2 separate regions of the Mus musculus genome follow, and region 1 is linked to region 2. A link is a contact called in public Hi-C data. All regions are on one chromosome and are shown on one strand. Each heading gives the region's core, a stretch centred on a gene start, on an enhancer-like site or on the middle of the called end of the contact. The rest is flanking DNA. Distances are from core to core; before and after follow the strand shown.

What was found. Hi-C and Micro-C count contacts between places; a contact is called where the count stands out from the background.
Region 1: a contact with region 2 is called in a Hi-C map of liver, with 3 times the contacts expected there. The contact joins two enhancer-like sites. A contact is called at or near these places in 4 of 39 promoter capture datasets (3T3-L1-derived adipocytes, the HPC-7 cell line, liver and 1 more) and 2 of 484 Hi-C or Micro-C datasets (liver and nephron progenitors).

The regions. Positions count from the first base shown.
Region 1 is chr11:16,766,413-16,772,978 of GRCm38.p6, forward strand. All of the region lies in intron 1 of Egfr (epidermal growth factor receptor), which reads left to right. Among named protein-coding and RNA genes, the nearest start is that of Egfr, 17 kb to the left of the region's middle. Within about 2 kb of position 3,664, at least 91 of the 459 cell types and tissues checked have an H3K27ac peak or open chromatin away from gene starts, as enhancers often do. A contact at or near this core is called in liver, where this site is marked.
Region 2 is chr11:16,699,806-16,706,778 of GRCm38.p6, forward strand. The region is part of intron 2 of Gm39583 (a long non-coding RNA gene); the gene reads right to left. Among named protein-coding and RNA genes, the nearest start is that of Gm25698, 29 kb to the right of the region's middle. Within about 2 kb of position 1,431, at least 7 of the 459 cell types and tissues checked have an H3K27ac peak or open chromatin away from gene starts, as enhancers often do. A contact at or near this core is called in liver, where this site is marked.

The DNA.
Region 1 (6,566 bases), core at 2,414-4,913, 69 kb after region 2:
CTGCTATACTTTTAACTATGGATTGCATAAGAAGTATAATCTCTGTTCTTAAATACCCTAAAATCCAGACTTCATTCATTACATTCCATTTCTGAAAGTGAAACTTAAATCCATTGAGGTTTGAGAATGCCTCGGCACAGAGGATAGGGAGAGCTGTAAAAGGCCTGGCTGCATTTGCGTAATGTGTGCACAAATGTTGCCCATACCTCCGCTCTGTCTGCGCTCTACAGAGCAGCTCAGAGTTCTCACACAACACGGCCTGTGCCACACTTTGTCTTATTTGAATAATCATGAGAGCACAGCCTTATTTCCCTCTGTGATTGCTTGATAAAGGCAACACAGTAGGCAAGCTTCAAGTTTCTATGTTTGGATAGAACCAAATCAGTGCGAAAAATCTGTGTGCTCTGTTGACATCAACATTGTTTACTGTAAGCTTAATAGTTGCAAGGTCTACAATTTCAATTACAGTTGAGTGTCCTTTATCTGAATTGCTAAGAAGGAAAGCATTTTGATTTTGGAGCTTTTCAGAGGTGAGATTTTTTTTTTCTTTTTTTCTGAGACTTTACCAGTCGAACAAGTGGAAAACAAAAACAAAAACAAAACAAAAGTCCCAATTCTAAAATACCTTGAAATCTAAAACCTTAGGAACAGCATGTTAGAACTCAAAACTTTTTGGATCATTTTCAACTTGGGATGGATATTCAAGCATCTTATTGTTACTATAATTTACATTTACAGTAAAGCTGGTCTTTATTGTCAAAGCAGCTCATCTCAGATTTTTATCACAGCAGGGGAAAAGAGAAAATAGAGAGAAGAAAACCTGTGTGGTCTTTCCTGGGAGGTTGTGTCCACTTTGAGTGCTAATTTTAAGGTGGGGTAATTGTACATAGTGATGGGCCGATGACACATGGAGGCAACAGAGAGCCAGTATGACACCTTGTATTTCCCCGGCTCTCTGAACCCTCAACACTTCCTATATGGATACAGTTCATTGCTCAACACTACGAGCTCTTTCTCTGTGTAACTCTTAGAAGGTTTGATTCCAGAAGTCTGGAAAAAGGTTGGAGACTAGGGAGGTATAAGTTGATTTTGAAAGCAAGCGACTGTGGACAAAAATGTGGGAAGGAAAATCTAGAACCAAGCCCATTATCAGGGGGTACCCACAGGAAATCTTTAAATCATTGGCTGATTTGGGAGGAAAGAAAACGGTACCCTTCTTGTTTGTGTGTGTGTGTGTGTGTGTGTGTGTGTGTGTGTGTGTGTTTGTTTGTTTGTTTGTATGTACCCCTGGACATAAAGTGAGAGACTTTCCTTTTAAGACATACTCTCCATCCTTGTTGTCTTTCTATCTATCTGTCTGAGATCATGGGGCAAGGTGTGTAAAACCCTGAGCCAAAATAAGCCTTTCTCTTAGTAAGATGATCATCTTTGATATTCGTTATAGCAGTAAAAGCTGACGGACACATCCATAAACTATGATCGGAAATTGTTTCTAAGCTATTGGAGAAAAAGTATCAGTCGGGAGAGAAATGGGGTCTTCTTGGAGCATCCTCTGGGCCCTCATACTTCTCCTTGTTGAAAGAACTGAATAAGCTGTGCTCCTGCCCCTCGCACACTCTTGTCTTCACTCCTACATGATGGTGAAGTATAAATTCCGAGTTCCCTACACTCTCAGTACTGTGTACATTATACCCTCTTCAAGGAAGGAGCATTGCACATTGGCATGTTTTGTGCAGGGTTCTCTGGGTTTACTACAGGAAGCATAGAGGTCAGATAACTTCCTCCTCCCACTTCCAGGAAATGTAAAAAGTGGGTTATGCCTCTGTGTGCTAAACTGCTTACAGATTCTCAAAGAATGAGGGTACACATGTGCTATGCTTCTTCAAAGCAGTACTGAGCCTTCCACCCACAGCACCAGTTCAGAGATAATTAATAAGAAAAAGGTGGAGTTGCAAGGCATGCAACTGTGTAATTCCTCTGAAGTTTATTTTTTCCCCATGAAAAATAAATTTCAGCAAATATGAAGCAGGTGCATCAGATCTTTGCATGTTGCTTCTTTCTTTACTACCATTTTAAATCTGGTCTCAAATATTACAATGTACTCTACAGCCTCCCTTCTTACTTTGGATCAGTGGTTTACTGAAAAACAAAAATACTGTTTGTTTTTCAGCATCAACTTAAATTTTCTGGGGTGAAGTACTCTGTTTTAACGGCAGCATGTATTTTCACAGAAAAATCTCTTATCATGAAATAGGGTCTTGTGTACGGGGCTCGAGGAAGTTTTAACCTTTGTGTAGACTTTATATTGTTAAGGAAGTATGAGGTTTTATTGGAACATTTAGAATTTAGAATTCTACTCTAAATTTCAAAAATGTTTCTCGTGTGAACACATTTACATTACACATTTATCATGAACGGTAAGAGTCAGGAATGTGGTGTTCGCTCAGCAATGACAATGGCAGGTGCTATTTTCTTTCCATCTGGTTGGCGTATCTTTAATATCTCTTTCAACTGAAATGGTCCCTTTCTTTCACAGTTACCACATCCAATGTCTTACCGCCACATGAGGACTAAAAATGTAATGAAGGACTTGATTGGTGAATCAGGAATAGAACACTTTAGGAATATGGAGGCCTGGTTCAGTACTTACCAGCTAGGTACATTCTCTTTCCCATCCCCACCCTGGAAGATATTTAGTAATATCTGAAGAAAGTATTTGAAGTCACACTGAGCCCTGTAACTAGCATCTGTATCACAGAGGCCAAGGATGCTGATGAACATTCTTTAATGGGTTGGGGAAGCATCCCTGCCAGGAATGGCTGGAGCTTGAAATGTCAGTCTTGGGGATGTTTACCTACTCATTGCTAAGCCAGGCATACCCAACAGCTCATGCTTACCCACCTTCTGTAACTTAATGATCGAGTAGGACTTTGTGCTCCATGCCTGCTGCTCCGAAGCTCATCATTGCCTTGCTGGGTTCTGCATGGGTCCAGAAGTCCCCAGTCAGCCCATAGCTTGGCATTCCTGTTCAGCTGCACTCCGGCCAACATTCCACCTCCACCTGCACCGGCTTGTTCCACCTGAAAGCTTACCAAGTGAAAGCAGGAGCCATGTGAGGACACCTTAATTATACCCACCCAGAAACTTGCTTACAGAGAGCCAGTAGGGCTCCAATGTTAGAGATTAGCTCTTGCACTGCTGAAATGAAAAGAAAAAAAAACCCACAAATTAAGTGTAAAACATGTGCTTTTCTTCTTCCTGTTATTTGCCCCCTCCTTTCTGTCTATTCAAGGGCACTACTGGGTAACAAAATCTTCCAGAGTACCAATCTCTCAGAGCTGGAGGAGGGTAGGGTGGAGTGGGGAGGGGTAAACCAGCTGGATTGAGGCCAGCTTTTCCACACACACAGAGGGCAGCTGCTCTGTTCTGAAATTGGTAGCCGCCTGCCCAAGAGTGAAAGTAGATTTGGTGTTACACAAGTGAACAGTGCCTTGCCTCTGTCTGCTTCACAGCACTTTAAAACAATGTTGTTTATGTGCATGGCCTAGAAAAAGAAAGGAAAGTTTTCTACCAGGCAAACGTCACTCCAGACATGGGTGGGGGCAGGCTGACCCAACGGCTTTCTGGACAGTCACCCTGCCTTTGGCTGTGTGTGGAGAGGTTACCAGAGTCCTGGAAGACAGCTGCATACCTCTTAGGTGTTCTCTTAGTGTTTGAGCAGAACAGGTGACCAAAGGTCCTGGTTGAATCAGAAGCCACCTTGAACAAACAAATCTGACTCTGAGCATGACTTCAGCAACACTTGCCCCTGCACTCCACTGCTCACATGCATCATGAAGCACTACAATTTCCTGACATCAGGCTGTATATGCTGATAACAGTGGCTGGTGAGCAGTAGGTGCCCAGGAAATATTTGTGGGATGAGTGGGTAAGTTCATAAAAAGATGAGATTCTTATCCAGCTTTCTCATTTAATGGTGGTCCATGGAGGGTTTGGAACTGCTGAAGAGAAAAGGCTGGCCACTGATTTACTTGGCACCATAAGCTGTGCACCTCATACAGACGTGCTGACCATCTAGAAGGAGCATACAGACATACTCACCATCCAGAAGGAGCATACAGACATTCTTACCATCTAAAAGGAATATATATATTCTGACCATCTACAAGGACCATACAGACATACTCACATCTAGAAAGAGCATACAGACATTCTGACCATCTAGAAAGAACATGCAGATGAGCTGCACAGCTGGCATGGCATTCTGTGTAGTTCTGTAGCCAGCTTAAAAAACACTGTGTGTATTGTATGTCTGTGTACACGAATGTGTGTGTTGGAGAGTACATACTTAAATGCTTCTGGAAGATCAGGGTCTCACTGAACCCATAACTCAATGATTGATGTAAGTTCCAGGCATTTGCTTTTTCTTGCCTTCTTATCTCCAGAAAGAATTATAGCCCCTAAAATGTGTACCCTAGGCTGCCCTCAAACTCACAATCTTTCTGCGTCTGCCTCGTCAGCTTTTCCTATCAGCTCTCACTACCACAATCAGCTGTGGCCAGTTTCTTTAGAGCCCTTCCAGGATTGCTTATGTTTTAAGTATCACAAAAATTACATCATCCCCAGGCTGGAAAATGGCAACTATCAGTAAGTCACGGCGTTAGAGTTCCCAACAGAAATGCTAGTTTGAAAAATCAGGGGCTTGAGAAATAGCTCTGCCAGGAAAGTTCTTGCCACACAAGCATGAGGACCTGAGTTCATTCCAGAGCATTCATGTAAAAAGCCAAAAGTAGCTCCTGCTGGAATCCCACTGCTGAGATGGCAAAATTGGACAGGTCCCTGGGGCTCGCTGATCAGCACGCCTTGTCTATGTGGTGGTTTCCAAGGCTCAGAGAGAAACTATCTCAAAAAACAAGCTGGGCTTTTCTTGCAGAATAACATCCCAAACTGACCTCTGATCTCCACATGCACATATGTGTATGCACACTAACACATCCATGCTTACACATGTACATAGAGCATACATACAACAAAATAAAGACTTTACAATGTTTGACATCACAAAGACTATTTGCTTGCCATGTTTATTAGTATTGCTCTAACTATATATTTAATTGACTGTTCCTCTAAATGCATTAATAAGTCTTAGCCACCAAACTAAAAATATTCTTAATTAGGTACATTTTAACCAGTTTCAATATGACTGTCTCACTAAATATCTGACTAGACTTCTCTTGAGCTTGTACATGCTTTTCTCAAGACCTTGGTTTTATTACCTGTAAAGAGAATTATGTTCACCTGTGATAACTGTGTGCCTTCCACCTCTAATGATAGATAGGTGATAGTGGGCTAAAAGGAAGTTGTTAGATTTTGTTGACAGCTGGTTCATGGAATCTCAGTGTGCAGCACAGTTTAATGGTTGTGTCTTCTGTCAGGGACACTTAGACGTTCTTGTGCCACAGTTTCACCTGTCAAATCCCAGTATAACCATAGTTCAGGCCTAGGGGATTCCTGAAGGTTCTACAGAGAGGGCCAGTCATGCAGGAAGTACTTATAAACATTAGCTGTTTATTGTTGCTGCTATGTGGTTTCTGGGTCATTGAAGCCTAAGATGGCAAAGGCCATGAGCCATATGTGCTGGCTTTGGGGCATTTGAATGTGGTTAGCTCAAATTAATTTGTGCTATAAGCTAAGGACTGTCCGTAGTTCTTTCTATACCAGAACTCCTGGCAAGCATTTGTGAAATGCTGCTGAGTTACCGGCCTAGAATAGAAGTGTAATTTTTTTTTTTGAGACAATGTTTCAATACGTAGCCTTGGTTAGCCTGGAACTCACTATATTCATCAGGCTAGCTTCAAATTCAGAGAAACTCTTGTACACTTTCTGAATGCTAGGATTAAAAAGGTGTGGCCTTGTGCCTGGCAAGAACAATTTTTGAATTTCTTACACTCTCTAGATGAAAATTGTGATGAATATTTGGGTTAATACCACAAAATAAAATTTAGCGCCATCTGCTTCTTTCCTACATATTTACTGTTGTGGCTACTAGGAAGTTTCAAGCTCTACACATCATTTCCCTTACATTTACATTGGAACGTAAAATGCCAACTGCACTATAGGGATATTTGTCTTGAGGGTTCCAGAAATACGTTGTGTTTGTCAGACACTCCATGTCCTGTCTCCTGTGCTCTCAGCTCTTGGTCTTTAGGTCTGAATCTTTTACATGTTAAGCTTTATTTCTATGACAGATTGGCATTAATGGAGGGAAAGGAATACGTGTATAGGTCAATACAATTTTCCTTTGCTTTCTGACAATCTGCTCTTAGCCTGGGGATGTAATAGTTAATCATAATTAACTGCTCAAAATGAACTGACCTATCCTTTTGACCTATGCCTTTTGACACTAGGATTCATTCTCTAGGACAGCATTTGGCTTGCTGCATCTTAGCCAGTGATTCCCAGTTCCGTTTCTTATGCACAGGATGCTGTTGACAGATGTTCTTGAAAAGGAAGCAGCTGGCAGCCTGGCGCTTGCAAAGCACACCACTGATATGATTAGCACACAG
Region 2 (6,973 bases), core at 181-2,680:
TAGAATAAGTTGCAAAGAGACAGTGTGAATAGGTGTGATTACTATAGATGTATATGGATGTATGGAACTCATTAAGAATTAAAAATATTGCTTAAAAATAAATAGCCTACAGAACTAAACAGAATCTCAAAAGAAGAAATACAAATTGCTAATGAATATTTGAAATGGTGCTTAAAATGCTTAGGCATAGGGGAATACAGATTAAAACTATTTTACAATTCTATTTTGATCCAATCAGAATGGCTGCCATCAGACATACAAATGCTGGTGTGGATGTGGTGAAAGGAAAACTCTTATATCTGTCATATGCCCCAGCTAATAGCTCTACCAAATGCACTTTATGTCTCACTAGAGAGATTTGCACATCTTTGTTTCTTATGGCTCAATTCACAACAGTTAGGAAGTACAATCAACCGAGAAACTCAAAACATTAATAGGGAAGAGAAATTCGATATGTATACGTAATGGGACATTACTCAACTGTGAGGAAAAATGAAATGATGAAATATACAGGTAAATACACACCCAAATGGGTGACACAGAAAAGTTGCACTTGGTGAAGGAGTGAGGTACCTACGGCCCAGAAAGCCAAAGGTGGCATACTCTCTCTCTCATGTGTGGGGTCTTAGCTTCCAATCTTTTGTTTATTATTTACCTTATAGAACAAGTAGAAGTCAGGCAACAAGTAAAGGAGAGAAGGCATTTTAAGTGATGATGGATATAGATTATAACAAAAGTACAGAGGTAGGGTAGTGGGCCTGGAAACACTTATGCAAGGAGAGTAGAGGGAGTGGAATGAAAGTGAGAAGTTTGGGGGTGGACTACCCCAAAGAAAAGGATATGAACACACGCAAACCTACTATATCATGGAACAATTAAAATATGCATATGTGAAATTTAAATCCTAAAGTAACAACAAAAAACAGGCAAAGAAGCTTCCTGTAACAAAGCAGGGTCTGACTTACTGACTGTCTTAGTCAGGGTTTCTATTCCTGCATAAACATCGTGACCAAGAGGCAGTTGGAGAGGAAAGGTTTATTCAGCTTACACCTCCAAACTGCTGTTCATCACCAAAGGCAGTCAAGACTGAAACTCAAGCAGGTCAGGAAGCAGGAGCTGATGTAGAGGCCATGGAGGGATTTTTTTTTTATTCACTTGCTTCCCCTGGCTTGCTCAGCTTACTCTCTTATAGAACCCAAGACTGCCAGGCCAGGGATGGTACCAACCACAAGGAGCCCTCCCCCCTTGATCACTAACTGAGAAAATGTTTTACAGCTGGATCTCCTGGAGGCATTTTCTCAACTGAAGTTCCTTTCTTTATGATAACTCCAGCCTGTGTCAAGTTGACTCAAAACCAGCCAGTACAATGACCTTGATAGCCAGTAGATGACAGGCAAGCAAACACACAGAGGTGTGGAAGGAGTGTCAGCATCTCCAGACACCCAGAGAAGCAGCAGCTAACACTGCCTCCCTTTGAGATGGAGCAGAGGCTGCCCAGGGCTGATGTGGCATTTATGAGATTTTAAAAAACCTCAAACCACTCATTTGTAATTTTACAAGTCCTGGGTGGGTAAGAGCAAAGGATAGTAAAAGCTGTTTCAGGTCAGACTTTCCTAGGTAAAAACCACTGGGGTTCGTTTTGATAATTTTTTGACCTGGGTTTGTGAAAGGTGAGAAACTGTGAGTGAAGACTGGAATATGGAGGCCATGTTATTTATATTCACAAAGTAGAGTTTCAGTAAACAGAACCTTAAACAAAGGATTATTTAAAGATTCACATTTACCATTTCAACATCCATTTTCTTTGTACTTTAGTATGAGATATGAAAATAAAACCAAACACTGCACAGTGAGGCTGAGACAGCTCTTGTCACTGAAACATAAACTTGGAAAGCACTTACACATGCTCACTTCTCATAGTGGGAAAATTTCCCAATCCTAAAGGAAGCAGACAGTAATTCATCCACTCATTTTAATTCCTGAATATATAATTCTGATTTTCACCCTGAACTTGGGACCACACTGAAAAGTCTTCTATGGACAATCTTCCATTGAATCAATGTTTAATATTTGTACAGTTGAATGTGCATGTCATCATCTGTTTGCAAGGTGGAATTATGTAATAATGTAATTGGCTGTCATAAAATCATGGAGCTGGACATGCATCCGTCCAATGGCATATGAAACCCTTGCTCTCCTGGCATATGGTCACTCGGTATTGTCGTAAGCACCTCCAGTTACAGGAAACAAGTTTCACAATATAAACAGAAATAGGCTCATGGCATTGATCTTGTGTCTTAATAGGCAAACCCTGTTATGTTTTATATTGATCTACTGTTTGTGGTAGAAACAGCTCTTTGCGTTGGAAATTACTTTCATCATTTGCTACCTTCTTCAATAATGTTTCAGAGCAGAAAGAACATGTTGAGGATATCTGAGAAAAGATCCTGAATAATTATAAAACACTACTACCAAGGAACAGAGCAACAAATTGGAACAACCCTGGAGTTTTGCTGCTCCAAGCAGTTCCACCTTAGGAATGTTAAGGTCTTCTTTCTGTAGCATGATCATCAACATCTAACACCTTCTGTGGTTTAGTTCCAATGAGACTAGAAATTTAAAAGAATCCACCAGTCCCTGGGTATCTGTTGGTTAAATAGTGAATACTAAAAGACACCTATGAGTTAGGAGAAAAAAGAAGTGGCAACTGTATATCAATATGTGTATCTACAGCCTCCACTGTGACCTGTGCAAACTGCAAGCAACTCCAGCACTTGATAAAGGTCATACCTGTGACCACAGGCTCCTTACTTGTTCCTAGGTTCCTGTTTCCTCTTAAAACCTAGACTGGCCCTGTCATGTGACTGAAGACAGGAGACCTGCGATTCCATCTAAACTCAGTCTTCTGAATAAACTCAGAGTGCCCTTAGAAATACCTGAACTTTCAGACCTATAAATTCAGACCATGGCCATCCCCAGACAGCAATTTCGAACTAATTTCCACACATGAGTCAGCTAGTCCAGCCAGGATCACCTCACTAGCCTGCACACAAATCAGGAGCAATCATTTACAGCATGGATCTCCCAGGCTCACTTAGTAGATCTAAAATCATCTAAGCCAGGGAATACTAAGATTCAAAGACTCAAAATTCAAAAGCCCTCAGTGTGGGGTGATGAGCAACTAACACAAAAGGCTAAGCCAGGGAAGCAACTCCAGATATACAAGGACCATGGTGAAACAGAAGGAATATGAAAAACTGAGACAATATATCTCCTCAAGAAATTATCCATTCCAAAGTAACGGTCCCCAGTCAGAGCAACTGAGATGAGCCTACAAAGAATTCAAAGAACAATTCTAAGTAAGTTCAAAGATTTCAGAGAAAATATGAGTAGATTACATAGTGAATTTAAGAATGATAGGAATATGCTCGTCAGTGGATTCCAAGAGAACACAATAATTTTGAGTCAATTCAGGAAACATTAGAATTCAATAAAATAGTAGGAATGCTGAAGAGAAGTGAAACATTAATTAAACTTCGGATAGAAATTTCAGCTATGCAAATAGAGAAGCTCAGTAGAAAGCTTTACTAAGAGGCAGGTCATGAGGAAGACAAACATCAGCGCTTGAGGACAAGGTTGAGAGACTGAGTTATTCAATCAAACAAACAAACTCAAAAACTGAGTGAATACTATGTGTAAGGTCTTTGGGACATCACAAAGAGATTGAGTTTATGAACTGAATTACAGGCATAGAAGAAGGAAAATTTGTCTCAATACCCAAGAAATTATTTCCAATATAATCAGATAAAAAAAAGTTGCCAAGTTTAGAGAAAGAGATGTCCACCCAGGTAAAAGAGACATATATAACATTGAGTAGACTGGAAGAGGAAAGAAACTCCCTGTGTCCTATGAGTCAGAACAATAAACACACAGAACAAAGAAAGGCTACCAAAGGCTGCAAGACAACAGCAACAAATTATGTAGAAAAGCAGGCCACGAAAATAACATTTGATTTTTTAACAAAAACTCTAAAAGTCAGAGGGCTTGGGCAGAAATATTTACATATTTTAAGTTTTAAAAGAGCACACTCAGCAATGCAGACAACTCAACCCAGCAGAACAGCCTATCAAAATTAAAGGAGAAATAAAAGCTTTCTATGGTAAAATATAAGCAAACAGAATTCACGGCCACTAAAATAGCTCTCAGTGGATACTGGAAGGAGCACTGTAGCTCTAGAAGACAAATACACCCACGTATGATGGGAAGACCAACATTTTAAAATGTTGAAAGAATTAAAGGAAACCTAAGAAAACAATAAACACACAAAAAAATGGCAGGAATTGGAACAAACATTTCAAGAAGGTTAAAAATTAATGGCCTTAATTGTTCAACTAGAAAACACAGAAATAAATCTCACTATCAAAGACAGACACTACAGAGGATGGAATAGTGAGCAAAGATATTACTAGAAGCTAGAAACTGGAAGCAAGCAGGTCTTTCTGTTCTAATATCTGACAAAACAGGCCCAAACTGGAATTAGTCAAAAGAAATAAAGGAAGCCACTTCATACTATTTAAAGAAACAATCCATGAAAAGAAAATTGCAAGGCTAAACACATATACAGACAACACACATACTGCCAATATTATAAAATAAATACTACTGTATATAAAGTCATAGACTGATCACAACACAGTAGCAGATGGACCAGACAGACAGCAACAACAACAACAAAAATAAAAAGGAAAGAAAGGAAAGGAAAGGAAAGGAAAGGAAAGGAAAGGAAAGGAAAGGAGAGAAGAGAAAAGAAAAGAAAAAAAGAGAAAAGAAGAGAAAAGAAAAGAAGAGAAGAGAAGAGAAGAGAAGAGAAGAGAAAAGAAAAGAAAATAAAAGAAAAGAAAAGAAAAGGAAAGGAAAGGAAAGGAAAGAAAGAGAAATAGAAACAGAGAAACATTGAGGTCAAAAGGCATCATACTTAAATGGACCTAACATAGTTAAAGGACATTGTGCTTGAATACTCCAAAATGAGCATTCTTCTCAGCAGTTCATGAGATTACCTTTAAAATAGATAACATATTAGCATACAAAGAAAGTCTCAACAAATATAGGAAATATTAAGTAACTTCTGTCACATCAATCATAGCTAGAAATCAACATCAAGACAAACAAAGAAAAAACAAAATGAAAGCACATGAACTCATGGAGATTAAACAACATAGTATAAACTGATTACTGTGTCATTGAAGAAAATAATGAAATAAATAAAAAATGGATATGAATGAAAAAGCTAAACACAGTATATCACATATTATCAGATATAATCCTTAGAGTGGGACTTATCTTTGAGTGTGTGCCTATGATAAAACATACGAGAGCAATCTCAAATAAATAAATTGTTGATGTATATAAAGGCCTTAGATAAATACAAACACCAAACCACAAAATAGTATATGGAAAAAATAATAAAGATGAGGCAGAAATCAATGGAATAAAAGTGGGGGGAAAAGTAAGAAGAATCAGCAAAACCAAATTTGGTTCTTTGAAATGCTAAATAAGATTGGCAAACCTTCACTAATAGCAAAACAAACAAACAAACAAACAAAAAAGCAATAATGGTTTAAAATAAAATAAAATTAAATGGGGAAAAACATGTTAACAGATACCAGAGAACTTCAGAAAACCCTAAGAATGTAGCTTAAACCCTATATTACATGAAATTGGAAAATCCACAAGAAATGAATTAGTTCCCAGATGGCATTACAAAGTAAGGTGAGATAAAAATTTAAATAATCCTATAACATGCAAAGTGATTGTAGCAGTAATATAATTCTCCCCTGGGTCTAAATGAGTATTCATTGGGTAAGAGCACTTGCTGTTTCTCCAGACCACCCAAGCCACTATACAAATCAGTGTTCACATTTCTCAAAAGTCTAAAGCTGGAACTGCAGTCTGACTTAGCTATACCACTCCTGGGCGTATGCTAAAGGACTCCCAACAACAGTGTTATCTGACCATGTGTGGTGCTACTCTTCACAACAGCTAGGGAATGGAATCAGCCTAGGCTTCCATCAAACAACTGACAAAATTTGGTACTAACACTGTAGGATTCTATTCAGCAGAAAAGGAAAACTGAAACTGAATTTTACTGGAAAATGGGTGATACTACAAAATATTAAATGAAATGAGGCAACCCAAGGCCAGAGAGAAAAATACCATGTATACTTGATCATATATGAATCTTAACTTTAAAATGTATGCTTCTGTGTTTAAGTTAGAGTGTCTATAGAGACCAAGAAGCAAGAAGACCCATGGGATATTATATGTTGTAGGGGAAAGGTTTTCGAGGGATAGTAAAAATGCATGTCATATGAATGTAGAAGAGAAGTAATTGGGATGGAAATTTTTAATGGGAGCATAAGGGAAAAACAGGGTTTGGTGAGAAGATCTATCAAAACTTAGAACACATGAAAATAATTAACACAGGAGTCTACTACTTTATCAGCTAGCAGAAGAAAAAGAAACCAACAATAATAAAAGAATTTTAATGTTAATATAGTATCTTGCATAGATGAGCATTGCTGTTCCCAGGTGCCATGGTTTTGGATTTGTTTGATTGTTTTGTTAATATGTTTTCAGTGACTATCTCGGTCCTAGGTGTGGGATACTTCCCTATGAGTTATTGGCCATGGAGACTCCAGAAATTGGAAAAACAACATAGGTGATTGCCATTTGTCACGATTTAAATGAGAATTTTCCCCTGTAAGCTCCAGGATTAGAATTCCTAGTTCCCAGTTGGTTTCACTCTTTGGAGAAGTTTAAAAGTTATGGCCTCGTTTGAAGAAATATATCCCTGGGGGCAGGCTTTGAGAGCTTAAAGCCCCTCGGCGCTTCCAATCTGCTCTCTATTCTCTGCTTGTGTTCGAGATCTCAGCTTCCTGTTCTAGCTCTCACACCTGCTTGCTGCCCTGCCTCC